Regions from separate parts of the Mus musculus genome. Here region 2 is linked to region 1. The links are chromatin contacts, called in public HiChIP or PLAC-seq maps. All regions are on one chromosome and are shown on one strand. Each heading gives the region's core, a stretch centred on a gene start, on an enhancer-like site or on the middle of the called end of the contact. The rest is flanking DNA. Distances are from core to core; before and after follow the strand shown. Region 1 has its middle 380 kb from the start of Gm25833. Region 2 has its middle 8.4 kb from the start of Gm46961.

Evidence for each region. HiChIP or PLAC-seq counts read pairs in DNA pulled down with a chosen protein or histone mark.
Region 2: a RAD21 HiChIP or PLAC-seq map of pro-B cells shows a contact between it and region 1, with 12 times the contacts expected there. The contact joins two enhancer-like sites. A contact is called at or near these places in 2 of 15 datasets of contacts at CTCF or cohesin (large pre-B cells and pro-B cells) and 1 of 115 datasets of contacts at active chromatin or transcription factors (large pre-B cells).

Annotation. Positions count from the first base shown.
Region 1 is chr6:68,912,926-68,918,143 of GRCm38.p6, forward strand. It overlaps Igk. Among named protein-coding and RNA genes, the nearest start is that of Gm25833, 380 kb to the left of the region's middle. Within about 2 kb of position 2,781, at least 1 of the 459 cell types and tissues checked has an H3K27ac peak or open chromatin away from gene starts, as enhancers often do. A contact at or near this core is called in pro-B cells, where this site is marked.
Region 2 is chr6:70,708,020-70,712,960 of GRCm38.p6, forward strand. It overlaps Igk. Among named protein-coding and RNA genes, the nearest start is that of Gm46961, 8.4 kb to the right of the region's middle. Within about 2 kb of position 1,867, at least 57 of the 459 cell types and tissues checked have an H3K27ac peak or open chromatin away from gene starts, as enhancers often do. A contact at or near this core is called in pro-B cells, where this site is marked.

The DNA of each region.
Region 1 (5,218 bases), core at 1,531-4,030:
GTGCTGAGAGTCTCTCACCTCCCTAGTCTCTGGTACATTCTGGAAGGTCCCCTCAGTGTCTTACCTTTTGAGGTTGCCTGTTTCCATTCTTTCTGCTGGCCCTCTGGGCTTCAATCGTTTTCCCCGACCCAATACCAGCTCCTGATCCACTCTCTGCTTCTCCCATCTCCTTTCTTTCCCAGGACCCTTCCTCCCTCCACACTTGTGGTTGATTTCCCCTCCCTCCAAAGTGGGACTGGGGCATCATAATGTCCTGATTATGGCCCTGCAGCTTGTTGATATTTTTAAGTTTTGTTTCTGTATCTTGGGTATTCTGTACTTTTGGGGGGGGGCTAATAGCCAGTTATTAGTGAGTACGTAGCATGCATATCCTTTTGGGTCTGAGTTACCTCACTTAGGATGACAAAGATTTCCATCCATTTGCCTGCAAATCTGAGGGTGCCCTCATTCTTAATAGCTGAGTAGTATTCCATTGTGTAAATGAAATACACATTTTCTGTATCCATTCTTCTGTCATCAGACTTTGAGATTTTTTTCCTAGCTTCTGGCTATCACAACTACTTGTTTTCTATTTTTTTTTCAAATGATAAATTTTTATTCATCTATTTTTATTAGGTATTTTCTTCATTCACATTTCCAATGCTTTCCCAAAAGTCCCCCATACCCTCCCTCCGACTCCCCTACCCACCCACTCACACTTCTTGGCCCTGGCGCTCCCCTGTACTGAGGCATATAAAGTTTGCAAGTCCAATGGGCCTCTCTTTCCAATGATGGCCGACTAGTCAGCCATCTTCTGCTACATATGCAGCTAAAGACTCGAACTCTGGGGGGGGGGGGGAGTATGGGTTAGTTCATATTGTTCTTCCACCTATAGGGTTGCAGACCCCCTTAGCTCCTTGGGTACTTTCTCTAGCTCCTCCATTGGGGGCCCTGTGATCCATCCAATAGCTGAATTGAGCATCCACTTCTGTGTTTGCTAGGCCCTGGCATAGCTTCATAAGAGAAAGCTATATCTGGGTTCTTTCAGTAAAATTTTGTTAGTGTATGCAATGGTATCAGTATTTGGAGGCTAATTATGGGATGGATCCCTGGGTATGGCTGTCTCTAGATGGTTCATCCTTTCGTCTCAGCTCCAAACTTTGTAACTCCTTCCATGGGTGTTTTGTTTCCAATTCTAAGAAGGGGCAAAGTGTCCACACTTTGGTCTTCGTTCTTCTTGAGTTTCATGTTTTGCAAATTGTATCTTGTATCTTGGGTATTCTAAGTTTCTGGGCTAATATCCACTTATTAGTGAGTACATGTGATGTGAGTTCTTTTGTGACTGAGTTACCACACTCAGGATGATGCCCTCCAGGTCCATCCATTTGGCTAGGAATTTAATAAATTCATTCCTTTTAATAGCTGAGTAGTACTCCATTGTGTAAATGTATCACGTTTTCTGAATTCATTCCTCTGCTGAGGGACATCTGGGCTCTTTCCAGCTTCTGGCTATTATAAATAAGGCTGATATGAACATAGTGGAGCATGTGTCCTTCTTACTGGTTGGAACATCTTCTGGATATATGCCCAGGAGAGGTATTGCGGGATCTTCCAGTAGTACTATGTCCAATTTCTGAGGAACCACCAGACTGATTTCCAGAGTGGTTGTACAGGCTTGCAATCCCACCAACAATGGAGGGGTATTCCTCTTTCTCTACATCCTGGCCAGAATCTACTGTCACTTGAATTTTTTATCTTAGCCATTCTGACTTGTGTAAGGTAGAATCTCAGGGTTGCTTTGATTTGCATTTCCCTGATGATTAAGGATGCTGTGATCTAAACAGTCCTATATCCCTTAAAGAAATAGAAGCAGTCATTAGTAGTCTCCCAACCAAAAAAAAAAAAAAAAAAAAAAGCCCAGGACCAGATGGGTTTAGTGCAGAGATCTATCAACCCTTTAAAGAAGATCTAATTCCAGTTCTTCAAAAACTATTCAACAAAATAGAAGGAGAAGGTCCCTTACCCATTTCATTCTATGAAGCCATAATTACTTTGATACCTAAACCACAGAAAGACCCAACAAAGATAGAGAACTTCAGACCAATCTCCCTTATGAATATCGATGCAAAAATACTCAATGAAAGTCTCCCTAACCAAATCCAAGAACACATCAAAACAATCATCCATCCTGACCAAGTAGGTTTCATTTCAGGGATGCAGGGATGGTTTAATATATGGAAATCCATCAACATAATCCAGTATATAAACAAACTCAAAGACAAAAACCACATGATCATCTCGTTAGATGCGGAGAAAGCATTTGCCAAAATCCAACCCCCATTCATGTTAAAAGTCTTGGAAAAATCAGGAATTCGAGGCCCATACCTAAACATGATAAAAGCAATCTACAGCAAACCAGTAGCCAACATCAAAGTAAATGGTGAGAAGCTGGAAGCAATCCCACTAAAATCAGGGATTAGAGAAGGCTGCCCACTTTCTCCCTACCTCTTCAACATAGTATTTGAAGTCCTAGCCAGAGCCATTTGACAACAAAAGGAGATCAAGGGGATACAAATTGGAAAGAAAGAAGTCAAAATATCACTTTTTGCAGGTGGTAGTATATATAAGTGACACTAAAATCTCCACCAGAGAACTCCTAAACCTGATAAACAGATTCAATGAAGTAGCTGGATATAAAATTAACTCAAACAAGTCAATGTCCTTTCTCTACACAAAGGATAAACAGGTTGTTTTCTAATCTTAATGTTATTATAGTTCTAGGGTTGGTGATATTGACTGAATATATATGTGATTGTGCTGCCATCTAGCTGTTAAGATAGCCAAAATGAAGGCAGGGTTGCATAATGTCCATTTTGGAGTCTAGAAGAAATACTACATTTACAGTGATGTGTGCCAAGTAGTTGTGTGTTTAGAAAAATAAACAGTACAATGACAAGTGGGGCAATTCTTTTCTTCCAGTAGTTATAGACATAATGAAAATTAATGTTAATACAGACACATTCACACAAATACCATATTTCTTGTCATTATGAAATGAAAAACATAGACATTACCTATTATCTGTTTTACAGTGAGATTACAAAAAAGATTAAATAATATAGAACTTAGTTTTGGAAATTATGGTACCACTTCATTTAATATAAAGCCATAATATAAAGAACCGTAGAATAACCAATGAAGTTTTAAAAGGATGGTACACTATGATGTTATTTTGTAATCGTGTGGCTGCTCTTGAGTTATAGATTGTGGCGACTGCTCACAATCAAGGGAGAGTAGTGATACCATTTACTATGATATAGTACATGTTAAATACTTGCAATCGGAAATCAGGCTTTCATTAAAAAATGCAATAATTTGGTAGCTTTATAAATAGGAAATGTTACTTACCTGATGTACTGAATGTATAATTGGTAAGTTAAGAAACATTATATTGATTATCTCTATCATTTCAACACCAACTGAACTGTATAGACCTCACTGAGATTCCCCACCTGGCATAGCTGCTATTTTTCATTCTTAAATGGGAGACAGCTTGCCAAAATTGTATTATGGTGTACAAACAGTGCAGTTTTTTCATATTTACATCTTTATCTTTTATTTTTTTTGTAAATTTTGTCATCTCTTTGATCTGAAATTCGATTAAGGATTAGGTTGAGTTATTTTATAATCATTTTCTTAACTTTTAGCCACATACTGTTTGCCGCATAAATACATACAAATCCACACACAGTCCTTGATCTTTCTCAGCTTCATGCTTTCATATTCCCCTCTATTTATACATAAATACAGTTTGGTCAATTCATATATTTTAGATAAGTAATATGCAACTTCTCTTTGTAACAGATAGAAACTATTCTTAAAAAAAAACCAACAATATGAACTAACCAGTACCCCCCAGAGCTATGTCTCTAGTTGCATATGTAGCAGAGGATGATCTAGTCAGCCATCAATGGGAGGAGAGGCCCTTGGTATTACGAAGATCATATGCCCCAGTACAGGGGAATGCTAGGGCCAGGAAGTGGGAGTTGGTAGGATGGGGAGCAGGTTGGGGGGGGGGGTTGGGGATAGCATTTGAACTGTAAATGAAGAAAATATCTAATAAACAATGCCTTGATTAAAAAAAAACACAAATGATCAAAATGCAGAGATTTGGAGATCATGTGGTAACCATTCCCAAATGATCAAATGACAACACAATTACTTCACCTATACCCCAGGGATAGAAACACAGTGGGTAGAAATATTTCAAGTGCCAGAGAAGTTGTAGATTTTCTCTAAGATTTTGTGATGATTTGAAAATGCTCAGCCCAGGGAGTGGCACTATTAGAAAGTTGGGCCTTTGGAGTAGGCGTGTCACTATGGGTATGTCTTTAAGACCCTCATGCTAACTGCCTGGGAGCCAGTATTCTGCTAGGAGCCTTAAGATGAAGATGTTGAACTCTCAGCTCCTCCTGCACCATACTTGACTGGATGCTGCAATGTTCTCACCTTGAAGATAATGGACTAAACCTTGGAACCTGTAAGAAAGCCCCAATTAAATGGTGTCCTTATAAGAGCTTCTTTGGTCATGGTGTCTGTTCACAGCAGTAAAACTCTAACTAAGAAAGACTGTGTCTCCTAGAAACACCAGAGAAGCTGTACCCAGATGGTCCAATGGTTGGTTCATAAACAAGACTTGAGCAAGGATGACTCCTGCATACATACAAACATTGAAATGGGAATTCTTGTGGGGATTCTGCCCTAGATAAAGAACTATGGGTAACAGGAAAATCAGAGAATAGGAGAATTAGTTCTCTTAACTGAAATAGACCCCCTGGGTTGGTTTTCCAATATCAAGTGATCAGCAAAACAGGGCTAATATTTTTAACTCTCTATTTTCCACTTTTCTTTACCCCAAAGGACACTAGCAATAGGGAAAGTGATTTTCTGAGTTTTGTTTGATGGAACATGTCTGGGGACCCTAGACCTTCTCTTCCTGCTACATTTGTACCTGATATAATCTGTCTTCAAGGTAAAATGATCTGAATATTACAACATAAAAATAATACAGGCTATTGCTACTGGTATTGGATTCTTAATAAAACTTGTAGTAGGACTGTATTGATGAGTAGAATACACATTTGGGGCACAAGACATAACAAAATCAAGTTGCTATGGACAAAGGACCTTCTAATAAAATACTAAAGCTGGATAAATCACCCTTTCTATGGTGTGATGT
Region 2 (4,941 bases), core at 617-3,116, 1.8 Mb after region 1:
ACACCATTGCATACACTAGCAAGATTTTGCTGAAAGGACCCAGATATAGCTGTCTCTTGTGAGACTATGCCAGGGCCTAGCAAACACAGAAGTGGATGCTCACAGTCAGCTATTGAATGGATCACAGGGCCCCCAATGGAGGAGCTAGAGAAAGCACCCAAGGAACTAAAGGGAACTGCAACCCTACAGGTGGAACAACAATATGAACTAACCAGTACCCCGGAGCTCTTGTCTCTAGCTGCATATGTATCAAAAGATGGCCTAATAGGCCATCACTTGAAAGAGAGGCCCATTGGACTTGCAAACTTTATATGCCCCAGTACAGGGGAATGCCAGGGCCAAAAAGGGGGAGTGGGTGGGTAGGGGAGTGGGGGGGGTGGGTGGGTATGGGGGACTTTTGGTATAGCATTGGAAATGTAAATGAGCTAAATACCTAATAAAAAAATGGGGAAAAAAGAATAAAAGCAGAAACTAATGAAAAATGTGGTTATAAAGTGAATAAAACTGTGATTGAAATATCTTTCTCTTGAAAAGGATCATTAAAACAGATGAATATTGAGCTATTTAAAGGTAAAACATGCCAAAAATCATGTTATGAAGGAGCAAAGAGAAAACAACTGTATCTATAGCTCCTGAAGAGCTTAAGTTTGGAGGAGTGTGTCCTGCTTTTAAAGAGGTAGAACCATGCTGTAGATGAAGCCCATGATGTTCTGTGAAAAGAGAAGTAACCCTGACTCCAGAAGATGTGTTCAACTGGAAAAGATCAATAATCAAAGATCGTAAAACAATTGGGAGAGACCCACCATCCCCTCCTCTGTGGGAAAGTTCAAGGTCATTTTCTTGAAAAGTTCTAGCATATGTTTTTGGAGTAGTAGTAGTTGTTGCTGTTGTTGTTGTTGATGATGATGATGATGATGTTGTTGTTGTTGTTGTTGTTATATAAACCTTCTTTGGAGCATAGAAAACTACAAAAACAGAAACAAAAAACAAAAAAAAATATCTATTTCAGATAACCTATATTCAATACAGCTGCATTAATGAGGCAATTTATCATCAATGAAGCATCACCTATTGTTGATTTGTTAAAGATTATTTATCTTCAATATAAGTAAAAGCCTGATAACTGGCCCTGTTGACTGTGGCTTTTACTGCTGTTTCTCTGTGCTGAAACTATCCATACAAAATAGAAATAAAGTCTGAAAAGTCAAAAAAAACACAATGTTCTGATAGTTGGAAACCGTGTGTATATGTGGGGTGGGGGAGGGGGTAATGCTCATAAATGTGTGACAGAGAGATAGGGGAAGAGGAGAAAGACAGATCTTCTAAAAACAACAGTCTGGTCCCATTATGGGGGTGGAGACCTGGCCAAATTGAGATCTCTGCTTTTGTTTGCAGGACAGTTCTGTGACCCATGACTGGGCCTCTGTAGACTTGCCGCTTATACAACACTGCCATCTGCTGATACAGCATTAGCACCCTGACTTGCTCTGGTGATAAACTGGAGGCACTGTGAGATCATTTCCTTGTCACTGTTTCCTGTGCCACACCCATTCATATGTACTAGAAATAGTCTGAGAAGAAAAAGACGTTCAGATAGGAAGGGAGCATGTAATGTACCTATATATCTACATAGATACTTACTCAAGGGGAGGGAGGGTTTGGTGTGTGTGTGTGTGTATCTCCCGTGCACACACACACACACGAAAAAGTTGGAGAGGAAAGATTTTTTTTTTAAACAACAGTCTGATCCCATTATAGAGGTGGAGACCTGACAAGATTCAGATCACTGGCTTTGTTTGCAGGCCAGCTCAGTGACCCATGATCGGGCCTCCGTAGGCTCACTGCTTATACAGCACTGCCATCTGCTGACACAGCTTCTCTGTTGACACAGCTTCTGCCCCCTGCCATGCTCAGATAATGAGCTGTTCATTGGCTCTGTGAGATCGATTCCTTTTCATTGCTTTCATTTTTGATATCTAAACAATGTTTCTACAATTCAGAGACACAAACAAATTGTATAAATAACTTCAATTTTACAAGTTAACATTTTCCACCTTTTACTGGTATCAAACGGCTTGCCGTGGTTCTGACCTGCCAAGATAGGGAGTAAAGCTCTCTTTGGTCTCTAGTCCCAGGCCTTGGAGTTCCAAAAGCCTGGGTTTGGAGGGAGTCCCAGAAGTTTACAGCTCCAAGCCCTGAGAGCTAGAGGCCTACTGTTCCAGGTTTTGAAATCCAACAGGATGACTAGGGAGAGGTGGCTCAGTGGTTAAGATGTGCCCTGCTTTTTCAGAGGATGTAAGTTCAGTTCCTAGCACCCATATCAGGCAGCTCACATGCAGTTACATATAACAGCCTGTAATTTCATCTCCAAGGATCTGAACATCTCTTCTGGCCTCCTCAAGCACTGTGTTCACATGCATGCACAGTGTGTGTGTGTGTGTGTGTGTGTGTGTGTGTGTGTGTGTGTGTGTGTACTATATATACACACATATATAGTAGAGTGAGTTGAGCTGGTAGCCTGGGGTGTCTGACACCTTGGCCCTTTGACAGTTCCTTAGAAATCTCCCAGTACCAGGGCCAGAAGTTTCTTGTCTTCAGCAGCTGTCTCTATTGCCTCTGCTCCTCCTCATCTCTACCACAGCCTTTTGATGTCACTGCCGATGTCACCAAGGACACTTCCTTCACCACTGACATTGCCTTCATTGTCCCTGCTTCCTTCCTTTCCTCATGTTACCAGCTCAACTCACTCTACTAATGATAAAACGCAAAAATAGGCAAGACCGGGCCTTTTATTGCAACTTAATGCTTCAGCTTCAACACCAGAGAGCAACATCTAGCTGGTATCTCCAGGTTAACTTGCAGAGTGAACCAAGCAGAGCACTTATATAGCCAGAGTGGGAGTGTGTCCAGTGTGTGTGCACGTGGCAGTACATCACACCAATGAAGAACAGTATTCTCACCAAGCATGAAGGGCTGCACCTGTCCCAATCACAGCAGTCCCTCAGACACTCAGAATGAAGTCACACACCTTCAGACTGCCTTCTTGACTGATATTCCTTCATTCAAGGCCATACATAGCTCCATAGGATGAAGCAGTCTTAATTTACCATTCAAATCATCCAAGCTATCAGGAAAATTGACATTAAGAAACACATCTACAATAAAGTTGTCATTCACAGTGATTTAACAATAGGTTAAGAATGCATAGCTCCTGCCTCAGTGATCCCATGAGTAATGGGCCTCCTAATATGACTGTTTTACTTATCCCACCATCCAACCACCCTTGGCAACCACCACACACATCTCTTTGACATGTGTGTATGAGATATTTTAATCATATTCAAGGCTGATTACCTTCTCTTATCTCCCTCACATTCTAACTACATCCCTGCTAACTTTGTGTCCGTTTTTAAGGTTTATTTTTATTTATGTGTATGTGTGTGTGTCTGTTATGGACCATGAGAATGTGTCCAATCGCCTGGACCTGGAGTTACAAACAGTTGTGAATTGCCTGCTGTGGGTGCTGGGAATCAAATTCAGGCCCTCTGCAGGAGCGTCAAGTGTTCTTGGCCGCTAAGCCACCTTCCCACAACCCCACACACTTTTTGATAACCCGTTAGCTGAGGTAACTTACATAAACTCGGGTTAGGGGTTATTTAACAAAGCATGATCAACTTAGCAGTGGGTATATCACTGAAGAAACTTTTGTTCCCTCCCCTAGCAACTATTAACAGCCAAAAGCTGTTTAGAAAAGGGTAGGGGCCTTAAAAGCCCCAATTAACCTAATTAGAAGTCCTTAACTGACTATAAATCTTAAAGGAAAAGAAGAGCCTCATAAGCCCCTGCCCTGCCCGTGATGGAATATTGGCAGGCCAGATCTTCTGGTTGTGAGAAAGTAATCAAGCTGCTCTGAGTCCGTGAGTGCAACAGCCATGTCTGATTCCCAAGGATGGTGCACAAAGCCCCTTTCCTTCCACCAACTCTGTGTTCTTTCTACCCCTTCTCCTGCAGTGTACTCTGAACCTTGTATGGTGATGACATAAACGAACCATTGATGACTGAGCACTCAATCATCCCTTATTTTCAGCGCTTTGACCCGTTATAAGTCTCTGCATAAAACACACACACACACACACACAAGGGAGGAGGGTCTGAGCAACACTAATCTATAGGTTTTCAACCTAGCAATATTTACAAGGCCATTCAAAAAACAAACCATGTCCATTTAGTGAAACAACAGCAGTAAGTTTCCCACTAGGGCCTTTAACCACACCCCCATAAGCCTTTAACCAGGTTTACAGTAGCAGGAATGAATACTGTGGAGTGGACCTCAAACCCAATCAGAAAATGGTTGGTTACCCCCATTCTAGCCATACCACTATTGCTCCAGTGGGCATATCTTACCTGCCGTGGGGTCGATCCAATAGGGCACAGGGTCTATAGCTAAATGCAACTGCTGACTAGCTCCTTCACCCAGAAGACTGTGCACCATCGTCTGGCACTGTGAAATCCACCCAGCTGAAAGGAAGCCTCCAATCGGCTCCATCTGGGCTTTTCCATGGTCTACAACCAGGAGCATGGTGTATCCAGCAATAGGGTCTTAGCATCTAGAAATTAGCTATGGTAATTGCCTATATTGTTTGAAGGACCTTAAGGACCTCAATGACCAACATATAGCATGGAATCTCACCCCTGGCACCAGGATTTTTATTTAATAACCTATGGCTTCCGGGAGCAGCTTTATCCTCCCATGCAGGGTACCTCACACCAACTCCTTTTTATTAATTGTACGTTAAATCACTTGCAAAGTAGTATTCTTCCTTACGGCTTTTTCATGCACCCTCACGCAGCTTTGAATGGCCATCTCTCCCCCCTCTCCTCTTTCCCATTTTTCTGCACTACATTCCTACTTCCTACAAAATTTGTCCTAAACAGTTTTTC